Regions from separate parts of the Mus musculus genome. Here region 2 is linked to region 1. Evidence: chromatin contacts called from public promoter capture Hi-C data. All regions are on one chromosome and are shown on one strand. The core of a region is the stretch at or near the end of the contact, and the rest is flanking DNA. Distances in the headings are between cores, read along the strand shown.

What was found. Promoter capture Hi-C pulls out the DNA fragments that hold promoters and counts their contacts.
Region 2: a promoter capture Hi-C map of neural stem cells shows a contact between it and region 1. The contact joins the promoter of Klf3 here to the enhancer-like site in region 1. A contact is called at or near these places in 17 of 39 promoter capture datasets (the 3T3-L1 cell line, the C10 cell line, HPC-7-derived erythroid cells and 13 more), 3 of 15 datasets of contacts at CTCF or cohesin (the NIH/3T3 cell line, large pre-B cells and pro-B cells), 12 of 484 Hi-C or Micro-C datasets (3T3-L1-derived adipocytes, the HL-1 cell line, the MC3T3-E1 cell line and 8 more), 32 of 115 datasets of contacts at active chromatin or transcription factors (CD8 T cells, the SCID.adh cell line, T-cell acute lymphoblastic leukemia and 25 more) and 3 of 9 other capture datasets (adipose tissue, embryonic stem cells and liver).

What each region holds. Positions count from the first base shown.
Region 1 is chr5:64,540,351-64,545,278 of GRCm38.p6, forward strand. No RefSeq gene overlaps it. Among named protein-coding and RNA genes, the nearest start is that of Gm31423, 11 kb to the left of the region's middle. Within about 2 kb of position 1,686, at least 19 of the 459 cell types and tissues checked have an H3K27ac peak or open chromatin away from gene starts, as enhancers often do. A contact at or near this core is called in the SCID.adh cell line, neural progenitor cells, neural stem cells and 1 more, where this site is marked.
Region 2 is chr5:64,800,158-64,805,322 of GRCm38.p6, forward strand. It overlaps Klf3 (Kruppel-like factor 3 (basic)), which reads left to right and starts at 3,364. Exons shown (of 6, transcript NM_008453.6): 1 at 3,364-3,634. It overlaps Gm38457, which reads right to left. Exons shown (of 2, transcript XM_006504241.4): 1 at 3,893-5,165; 2 at 2,213-3,802. The coding sequence starts at 4,132. The coding sequence ends at 3,338.

The sequences.
Region 1 (4,928 bases), core at 436-2,935:
AAGCTAATGTTGAATTCAAATGCAATAAAGTAACTGTGTAAATGCTTTGCTAAAAGGACAGCACCCTAATTAAGAAGATTGTTTAAAAGATGGAGCACATGAGTGCATCTATTACACAGGATTTACTAGAACTCATTGTACCCACAACCATAAAGTAGGACCAGCTGTTGCCTGGAACATAGAAACAGACTCATGAAGTAGAAGGTAGGCATTGTAGTGAATCTTGTTAAAGTGAGGGTGCCTTTATGTCTCCTTAATCCTTTCTTCCTTTGTGTATCATTTAACTGAAGGCTTCCTAGCATCTTCTGGGTGGCAGATTTTGTGTTTGTGGGTAGGTTTTCCAGTTTGAGCCTTCTCTATAAATGACATGTTTGTTTGAAATGAGTCTGGGGGTGGGAGGGTAAGTATTCAGTTTAGGATTGCAGGATAGAGTCAATCACTGTGGGGAACTAAATGTAAGAGTTTAACCAGGCACATCACATCCATACTCAAGAGCAAAGAGAATAAATGCATCCTGTTTGCTGGTTCTCAGCTAGTATTCTCCTTTCTTAGGCTGTTCAAAAACCCCTGCCTAGGGAATAGTGCTGCCCTCAATGGGCTGGGTTTTCCCAGGTTAGATAACAATCAAGGCAATCTCGACACAAACATGTCCAAAACCCAACCTGATCTAGACAAATTCCTCATGAAGACTTTCTTCCCAGATGAATGTTAGGTTGTGTCAAGTTTATATTTAAGCTAACTAGCACAATCCACTCCTTGCCAACTTAAAACACAAATATCACTTAGAGCCATAAATTTTTATCCCATCTCCCAAAAGTCTCATGTTAATATCATAGTATAAAATTCAATACACCTCTAAAAAGAAAGAAAAAATACAAACATCTTTTTTTTAAAAAAATTCAATACTTTAGAAGGCCAATGTCTTTTTCTTCTTTTTCTTTTTCTTTTTCTCTTTCTTTTTCTGGCTACAAACTCAAGTGACTTGATTTACAAAAGTCCACAGCTTTTCTAGTCTTCCTTGGGAGCAGAAATGTTAGTCTATAATGTGTTCTTCATTTGTTTATAATGCTCTTGGTGCCTCCATCTTTGTCTGGCATTCAGCTAGTGATTCATGATTGTGACCTGCCATGCATCTCCTTCACTAGGAAAGCATATATCTCATCAATACCGTGGGAAAGAATAATCTGAAGAAATTTCATGTGTATCTCTCTATGATACTATGATGTTGGCTAAAGGAGGCACAGGATATGACCACACTGGAACCAAGCATTGTGGTTGTACAGGGTGACTATTACAAACCTTCAAGCAGTGATGCTTGTTTCCCTGGGGATTGATCTCAGCAATCAGGGATGTGGTTTGTTTTGTGTTAATTACCATATTGCACTCTGGGAGAGAAACATCTTCTCCCCAGTTATTTCATGTGTGTGTGTGTGTATAGAAAGTAGAGCAAGCCCTGACTAGCCTCACACTGGGGCTCTGTGTCACATTCAACACAATAAAAATGAAACCATTCCAAGTGTTTGCATAAGAAAAGATGAAGCCAGGAAATACAGAACTTACTGGGTGTTTGGAAGAGCTGGAGGAATGGAAATCTGTTGGTTTCAAGGTCAATTAGGACAGCTGCCAGTTGGAGGTCAGAGCACCTGCTGCTAGTGCCACTGCTGACTGGTGCTGGTGACCAGGAATTAGAGTGTGCACTGCAGCTGCTGCTTGCTTTTGTTGGCCCTTGCTTGTCCACTGCACAGCTGTAGGAAAAGTTCCACCTCTCCTTTATGTTCTGAGTATCACTGAAATATGTTTTACTGATAGACTTCTGGATGCCTTCCAGATCCTCGATGGAGCATAAATGAGGTCAGCAACAGGTACCTTCTGAAAGTAGTTGCTGTCGTTAATATTGGCTGTCACCTTTCCAGGACCCAGAATCACCTAGGAGACTGATTTCTGAGCATGTCTGTGAGAGAGTGTCCAGATTACGTTAATTAAGAAAGAAGACCTGATAGAATCAGAGGTGAAGAGGACATAACATCTGACCCAACACTGGGAGTAGTAACTGGGACCAGCGGGACACAAGCACACAGGAACTCCACCAGACCAGTGGCATGGGTTCCTTCCAGTTTGTCTGGGCCTGTGCCCTGAGCAGACCTTGGGCACAAACTCTACAGCCAGTCTCACAACACCCAGAGGAAGATCTACTCCCAGGTACTTAACACACCCAGGATCACAGGATCACAGGAGCTTGGTCACACCAGGATCTCAGGGTCCAGAGGCAGATTGACTTCCAGGAGCTCAGACACACCCAGGATCTCAGGATCATAGGATCCCAGGGTCACAGAGACAGCTTGACTCTGAGGAATTCTGGCACAACCAGGATTACAAGAAAGACAGGCTCCAGTCAGATATAGCCAGGGCACTAGAGATAACTAGATGGTGAGAGGCAAGCATAAGAATATAAGCAACAGAAACCAAGGTTACTTGGCATCATCAGAACCCAATTCTCCCACCATTGCAAGGCCTAGACACACCATCACACCAGAAAAGCAAGATTCAGATCTAAAATCACTTCTCATGATGATGATAGAGGACTTTGAAAAGGACACAAATAACTCTCTTAAAGAAATACAGGAGAACACAGATAAACAGCTAGAAGCCCTTAAAGAGGAAACACAAAAAATTCCTTAAAGAATTACAGGCAAACAATCAAACAGGTGAAGGAAATGAGCAAAACCATCCAAGATCTAAAAATAGAACTAGAAACAATAAAAAAAAAATCACAAAGGAAGACATCCTTGGAGTTAGAAAACCTAGGAAAGAGATCAGGAGTCATAGATACAAGCATCACCAAGAGAATACAAGAGATAGAAGAGAGAATCTCAGGTGCAGAAGATACCATAGAAAACATTGGCACAACAGTCAAAGAAAACATAAAGAGCAAACCTAACCCAAAACATCCAGGAAATCCAGGACACAATGAGAAGACCAAACCTCAGAATAATAGGTATAGAAGAGAGTGAAAATTCCCAACTTAAAGGGCCAGTAAATATCTTCAACAAAATTGTAGAAGAAAACTTTCCTAACCTAAAGAAAGAAATGCCCATGAACATACAAGAAGCCTATAGAACCCCATAGAGACTGGACCAGAAAAGAAATTCCTACCATCACATAATAATCAAAACATCAAATGCACTAAACAAAGAACATTAAAAGCACTAAGGGGAAAAGGTCAAGTCACAAATGCAGGCCTATCAGAATTACACCAGACTCCTCACCAGAGACTATGAAAGCCAGAAGATCCTGGGCAGATGTCATACAGACTCTAAGAGAACAAAAATGCCAGCCCAGGCTACTATACCCAGCAAAACTATCAATTACCATAGGCAGAAAAACCAAGATATCCCATGACAAAACCAAATTTACACAATATCTTTCCACAAATCCAGTCCAACAAAGGATAATAGATGGGAAATACCAACACAAGGAGCAAAACCACACCCTAGAAGAAGCAAGAAAGTTGTCTTTCAACAAACCCCAAAGAAGATAGCCACACAAGCATAATTCCACCTCTAACAACAAAAATAACAGGAAGTGTAAGACCCCCGAAACTGGGGAGACCTCTGCTCAAGTCCCGGGATGAGCTGGCCGGCACCCCAATAACTCGAGAGAAAACTACACCTGATGCAAACTGCAAGAAGCTTTATTGTCAGCTAGCTGAGGACGAACTCTTTTTGCCACACAGGGCAGGGGAGTTCGACCCCCCCCCCCCCCCCGAGCGGTAACAGTAGGGGGGCTTTTAACAGCTAGCTGAGGAATTGGGAGGAGAGTTGGGAGGAGTTGGGCTACAGCTCTTCTCTGGCCGGGTGTCCTTGGTAAAATTACAAGGCATGAGGAGTGGGGAGTGAGTTGTAGCCCTTCTTTGTGGAATTTATCTCCGTGTCTTTGGCACAGGGAGCCATGCAAGCGCCTGGCTAGGTCTCCCCACAATCATCGCATCTCTGGCTGTAAGGCACAGAAACAAAAAGTCTTTTTGCTGGCTATAGAGAACAAAGAGCTTCTTTCTGGCTATATTTTTAGAGATCAGGGAAAACAAGCTTGGGGAACGTCCAGGGGCTTTACCTTTCAGGGAGAAACACTTTAACTCGGGGTCTCACAGAAGTAAGAATCACCTTTCCTTAATATTTCTTAATATGAAAATTAACATTACCAACATATCTTAATCAATTGAAATTCAAAAATATGAATTAGAAATTTGTTGTTTGTCATCCAGTGGTCCCTCTAATTTGGTAATTGGAGAAATAAGTCCAATATTGTACAATCCATATACATTTTCTGCTTGTTTGTATGTGACAGTTTCTTGCTGTGTACTACATAATGGTCTTGAAATCATGTTTCGCCTATCTCAGCCTCTCTATTAGTAGTATTGTTTATTTGATGTTTTACTATTTTACAGTGGTTTTCAGAACAGCTTACATACTTCAAAATTATTTATACAGTCAAAAGAAACATACACGGGGCTACCTTGCCAGCAGAGTCTTGCCCAACACCCGCAAGGGCCCACACGGGACTCCCCACAGGATCCTAAGACCTCTGGTGAGTGGAACACAGTGCCTGCCCCAATCCAATCGCCCGGAACCTGAGACTGCGGTACATAGGGAAGCAGGCTACCCGGGCCTGATCTGGGGCACAAGCCCCTTCAACTCCACTCGACCCCCGGGCTACCTTGCCAGCAGAGTCTTGCCCAACACCCGCAAGGGCCCACACGGGCCTCCCCACGGGATCCTAAGACCTCTGGTGAGTGGAACATAGCGCCTGCCCCAATCCAATCGCCCGGAACCTGAGACTGCGGTACATAGGGAAGCAGGCTACCCGGGCTTGATCTGGGGCACAAACCCCTTCTGCTCCACTCGAGCCCCGGGCTACCTTGCCAGCGGAGT
Region 2 (5,165 bases), core at 2,114-4,613, 260 kb after region 1:
TTCCTTTGGAGGACATTTCAAGACAGCCTAATAATGACTGTTGCATGGTTATATAGGTCTACAGTAAAAAGAGCAAGTAGCATACGAAGAAATACAGGACGGACAGTTTGAAGAGGAAAAAGAGCACTGTGAGCCTTAGTGCTGCTGACAAGCCTAGTGAAGAAAGAGATAAGGAGACAAAGGATGGGTCTGAGCTGCATTGGAAGAAAGGTGAGAGCGCTCCAAGGGCAAGACCCCACCCAGCTAAGCTTCCAAAGAATTATCTTCTCCTAGGAAGGAACAAACACAAAAGCTACAGCAAATGCATTCAAGGGGAACAGGGTCCATCCCAAACTGGCAGCCAAACTGGGCAGTGTCGTCCATGCGATACTGACTTTAGTCATGAAGGCTATATAAATAAAGGGACTGTCCAGTCTCCACGGTTTCAGAGTGCCACCGAGGCCAGGTCTTTGGCAGAGAAATCTCTTCTCCGGGGACACGAAAGTTACTTGTGTGAAGCTGTGGAAGTGAGGCCCAAGCTGTTAGAGATGCCATATCAGTGAGATATCTACCAAGGAGAGCTGCCCATAAGGCGTGGAATGGACCCAAGAGAGACGAGTGTGTTACCGGCAGCAGAGCTGGAATGTTAGAGACATTTGGCATCAGACAAAGAGATAGAGAACTTTGGAGTTTTTCCCTGCTGCGGTTCAGAGTTGCTTTGCTCCAGTATTTGCTCTCTATACCTCCATCCCTCCCTTTTGAAATGGTTGTGTATATTCTGTGCCACTGTACATTAGAAGCATGTCACTTGCTTTTAAATTTTATAGAAAGTTATAACTAAGAGATTGTCTTGAGCCTTGGAAGAGACTTTGGACTTAGAAATCAGGGTTGGGACTGAAAGACTATGAGGACGTTTGAAGCTGGACTAAATGTGTTTTGCATTACTGTATGGTCAGACTAGAGATGCCAGTGAGCAGAACGTGCTGGTCTGAATGAGATCTTCTTGGGCACCTGAATACTTGGTTTCCTGTTGGTAGCCCTGTTTCCGGAGGTTTGGGAGATGCCTTGCTGGAGGAAGGGGGTTGCTGGGGAGTGGCTTGAGATATCAAAAGGCCACCCCACCCCATCCCCAGTTAGTGCTATGCTTCTCCAGTTCAGAATGTAAGCTCTCAGCAGGTCCTGCTGCCATACCTACCTGGGGCCACACTTTCCCACGGTGATGGTGATGAGGATGAAACCACAAACCCCAAATGAACCCTTCCTTCTCGAAGGTAGCTTGATCATGGCATTCAGCAGAGCAATAGAAAAGTAACTAAGACAGATACCCTTCGGTACAGATAGAAAGGTCGAACCCAAACTGAGTCACCCAAGAAACTGACACATTTAGATCTGTACTTTATTTAGAAAGGACATTCTTACTCCATTGCTTCCACTCTCTTCCCACACCTTTAATCATGCTACAAATGGGAGACACTGTTGCAACAGGGTGTACCAGGGTAGTGGCCAAGGAGTAAGTAATGATGGGAGACAGTTTGGCGATCTGCTAGGGAGGGGCAAGGGTCAGGGATGACTTCAGGCAGTTCCGACTTGCCCACCTGGAAGAGTTTCTGTGTCTCTTGCTGAGCTACTCAGCACTACAAGCACTCAGGCTTTGATTAGATCTTTTTCCCTAGAGGCACCCAAATCAGTGCTCACTAAGGTGTTAACCCCCACCCCCATCCCCACCCTTCTTATCTTGGGCCACTTTTCAAGCCATCTGATCTACTTTATCTTTTTTTTTCTTTCTATCTCTCATTTAAATCCTAGCCATTCAAATATATTGCTAATGATTGGTCACCTAGGAGCAGCAATTTACAAATCACACACACAAACAAAAACCCAACTTTTTCTTTGACTATTTTATTTGGAAATAAACCACCCAAGACCCTCACCACTTACATTTTAAACAGGACATTATACTGGAATGTGAACTAGTGGGTTCTGGGTCTCCTCAGGACAGACAATTTCAGTGTTGGAGGTTACTGGGTTCTAGTTTAATTGTACCTTGTAGTTACAACAAGGAGTGGGGAATCTATGTATCACTACGTTTTAAGTAGTACCATGCCTGGCTGAAGCATCAAAGTGAAGTGAGAATGGTGAACTTACAGGGCCTTTAAAACATCTTGAAGTAATAACAAGCCATAGACTGAAGCCGGGTTGTTTTAAAACATTACACAGAACTAAAACAATTGAACCAATTTGTCCTTTGTTCTTTTTATTGCGTTCCTTATTACATTAATACTGTTTTAAAAGGAAACTCAAAAGCCTCCGACTCTAGCCTAGCACCAAGCTCAGCGAAGTTGTCCTCGCGCTGGCCTGGTTTCCACGGAAAAAGTGCCTTGAGGCTCTTAAAGTGTGAAAGGAAAGGTCCCGGGGCTGAGCCCCAGGCCAGCCAGAGCTCTCGCCCCAGGTGGGAGGATCTGCCCGAAGTTTGCTAAATTTTCTGGCAGCAAGGCTGACCAGCGAACGCCTTTTCGCTCCAGAGCATCGGGCCCTTGGGGAGTCGCACTCCTCCGGGGGTCTCCACCTTTCCAAGAAAAGTCCCTCCAGGCTGGAAGCGGCCCCTGCAGGGTAGGCGAAAGAACAGGGGCGACCCGAAGTCTCCGAACAGCGCCAGCGCGCAGGCTGCAGCGCGACCCCTGTGCACAAGGCAGCGATCGCTCCTGGAGCACCGCGCTCCCCGACGTAGGGACAGGGCATCCTGGGCCGCAACACCCGCTCCACCGCCCTCTGCCCGGGAGGGGCGGCCCTTCCCGCGGGAGCGAGTGATTGACGGCCTCGCTCCCCCACTCCTCGGCTCGCCTGCGAACCCGGGCTGTGTGTTTTGGAAGCGGCGCTAGGGGCCGTAGAGCGTGTGACGCCCGGAGCGGGCCAACGCCGCCCTTCCTTCCCCCCGGGGCTCGGGCCGCAGCGAGGAGGCCAGGACAGCTAGGGCGGGGCCGCGGGCTCAGGGCGCCGGGCGGAGCGCTCAGGCGGGGTGGAGGCCCAGGGTGGAGAGCCGGGCGGGGGCCGCTCACGCCCAGCCCCGAGGCCGCGCCGCGCCTCCCGGGACAGGTCGAGCCGGCGGGGCGGCGCCCGGCTCCGGGGAATAATGAGTGTCTGTCAGGCTGGCCCCGGGTGACTGGGCGGGGCGCGGGCGGGGGCGGCGCGGGAGGCGGGGGCGGGGAAGGGCAGGGCGGGGTGCGTGTTTGCCAGTGACTCGCCGACCCCTCCGGCGGCTGCCTCCACCCAAGTGGGTGGGGACCCCTCCCAGCCCGGGCGGCTGTGGCGGCTCCCGCTGCCCCTCCCTGACCCTCCCACCCCGGCTCCCAGCCTCTACTTACCCCGCCAGCCCCGGGGAGGCTCGCAGAGCGAGCGGCGCCGGCGTCATGTGACTGCCCAGAGTTGGTGCCAAGGAGCCAGAGGGGAGCGGGGAGCCGAGCCGCGCGGAGCCGCGGCCGGAGCGCAGTGCGAGCGCCACCCGAGCCAACCCCACCCGCGCGTCCGTGCGGTCGCGGTCCCTATCCCGGACGCCGTCCGGCCCGAAGCGCTTGACCTGCCGGCCCGCGGGGTTCCGGGCGCCGGGGAGCCGGGCCTGGGTTTCTTGGCCGCTGCGCTCGGCACCGCGCTTGGCAGAGTAAGTCCCCGCGCCCTCACCTTGCCGTCCTGCGCCCCGCTTTGCGCCGCATCTGCTTGCTTCTCTCTCTTTCTCTCCTTTTTTTTTTCCCTTCGGAGAAAGCAGGACGCGGAGAACGGGTTCGGGGTGCAGCGAGGGCTCCTTCGGGCTTGGGAAAGTGCTTCGGAGCTGGGGTGGAGGAGCGAGGGGGAGGGGATGGCGGGCGGGATCGTGGGATAGGGGAACTCGGTGGATTGGGAGCCCGCGGGCGGGGCTCACCTGTGTGGTCCCGGGTCCCCCGCGCTCGGTTCCCATCGGAGCCCCCGGCGCACCCCGCGAGCGGCCGCGTTGGAAGGAGCCAGGTAGCGGCGAGGCCGCGCGCCTGCTCCTCCCCCTCCCGCCTGGACTCGGGGCTCCCGCCCCCCGCCCGCGCCCCCCAGCTGCCGCCCAGCAAACTTGGAGCCCAGCCTCCAGCGCCCCTGGCGAGAAACTTGGGGGCGATTGGGACTGAAGAAGCATCCCCTTTTCCGTACCCGGAGCGCGCTAACTGCTGGGTCATTTGGCTTGTGGGGGAAGGCAGGGGGGAGGAAAAGAACCACCGAGGTTTGGAGAGACTGCCTTTGGGGACTTGGAGAGAACCTGCCGCAGTGCCTGAAGCAAAGGATTGCAGCGTGGCTAGCAGTGCAGAGCGCCTTCGGTGTTAGGGAACCGGAGCCCTGTAGGGACCACAGGACAGTGGTGTGGACCAGAACCTTTGGATAGCTTGGAGGTGGCAAATAAGAGTTGGAATTGTCATATCCATGTCTTTGGCGGATAACAGAAACACTTCTGTAAATTTTTACTGCAGTACTTACAATAGTAGTATTTTACAATAATACTAATTGAATATGAATGAGCCTTTGAATAATTCAGGTTAAATGGACACTGGATAATGTTTACCTTGTATTCTTCAAAATAAACACTTTACACAGAGTCATTGAGATTTTATTTTACACGGAGTCATGAGATTTGGTTCTAAGAACTTATATTTTTTTTCCTCTAATATTGTTGGAGATACTTTATTCTCAAGAGTGGTGTTGGGGGGGAAGTATGAATTGGTATTCTGAATTCATTTGGATTTGATATCTTGTCACTAAGCAAAATTGAGTGAACGTGGGCCAGTTAAGATAAATGAGAACTTTATGCATAAATTTGAGGAACACTTTTTATAAGAAATTCTGCTTGCATGATAACTTGCCTCATCCCAGGAATGTAACAAACATCTTAATAATTTTGTAAGTTAGGGTTTATGAAGAAAGAGCCCCCTGAGTTATTCCGTGGCTTAAACGTGCGTGTTTACCTTAGGCTGTTTAGAGAAACCTGAAAGAAGATGTTTGATTAATTTATACTCCCTAGAGAAAAATCAGTTTTCTCATCATTGAGGTTTGCTGCAGACCGTCGCCGCTAGCCAAGTCCTGTGGAGGTGCTCTGTAGTGACCATTTGGCTGAAATTAAGGAGAGTATCAAAGTGTAGGAGTGACAGTAGCTGCTTGGGTTGCAAACCCTTCCCAAT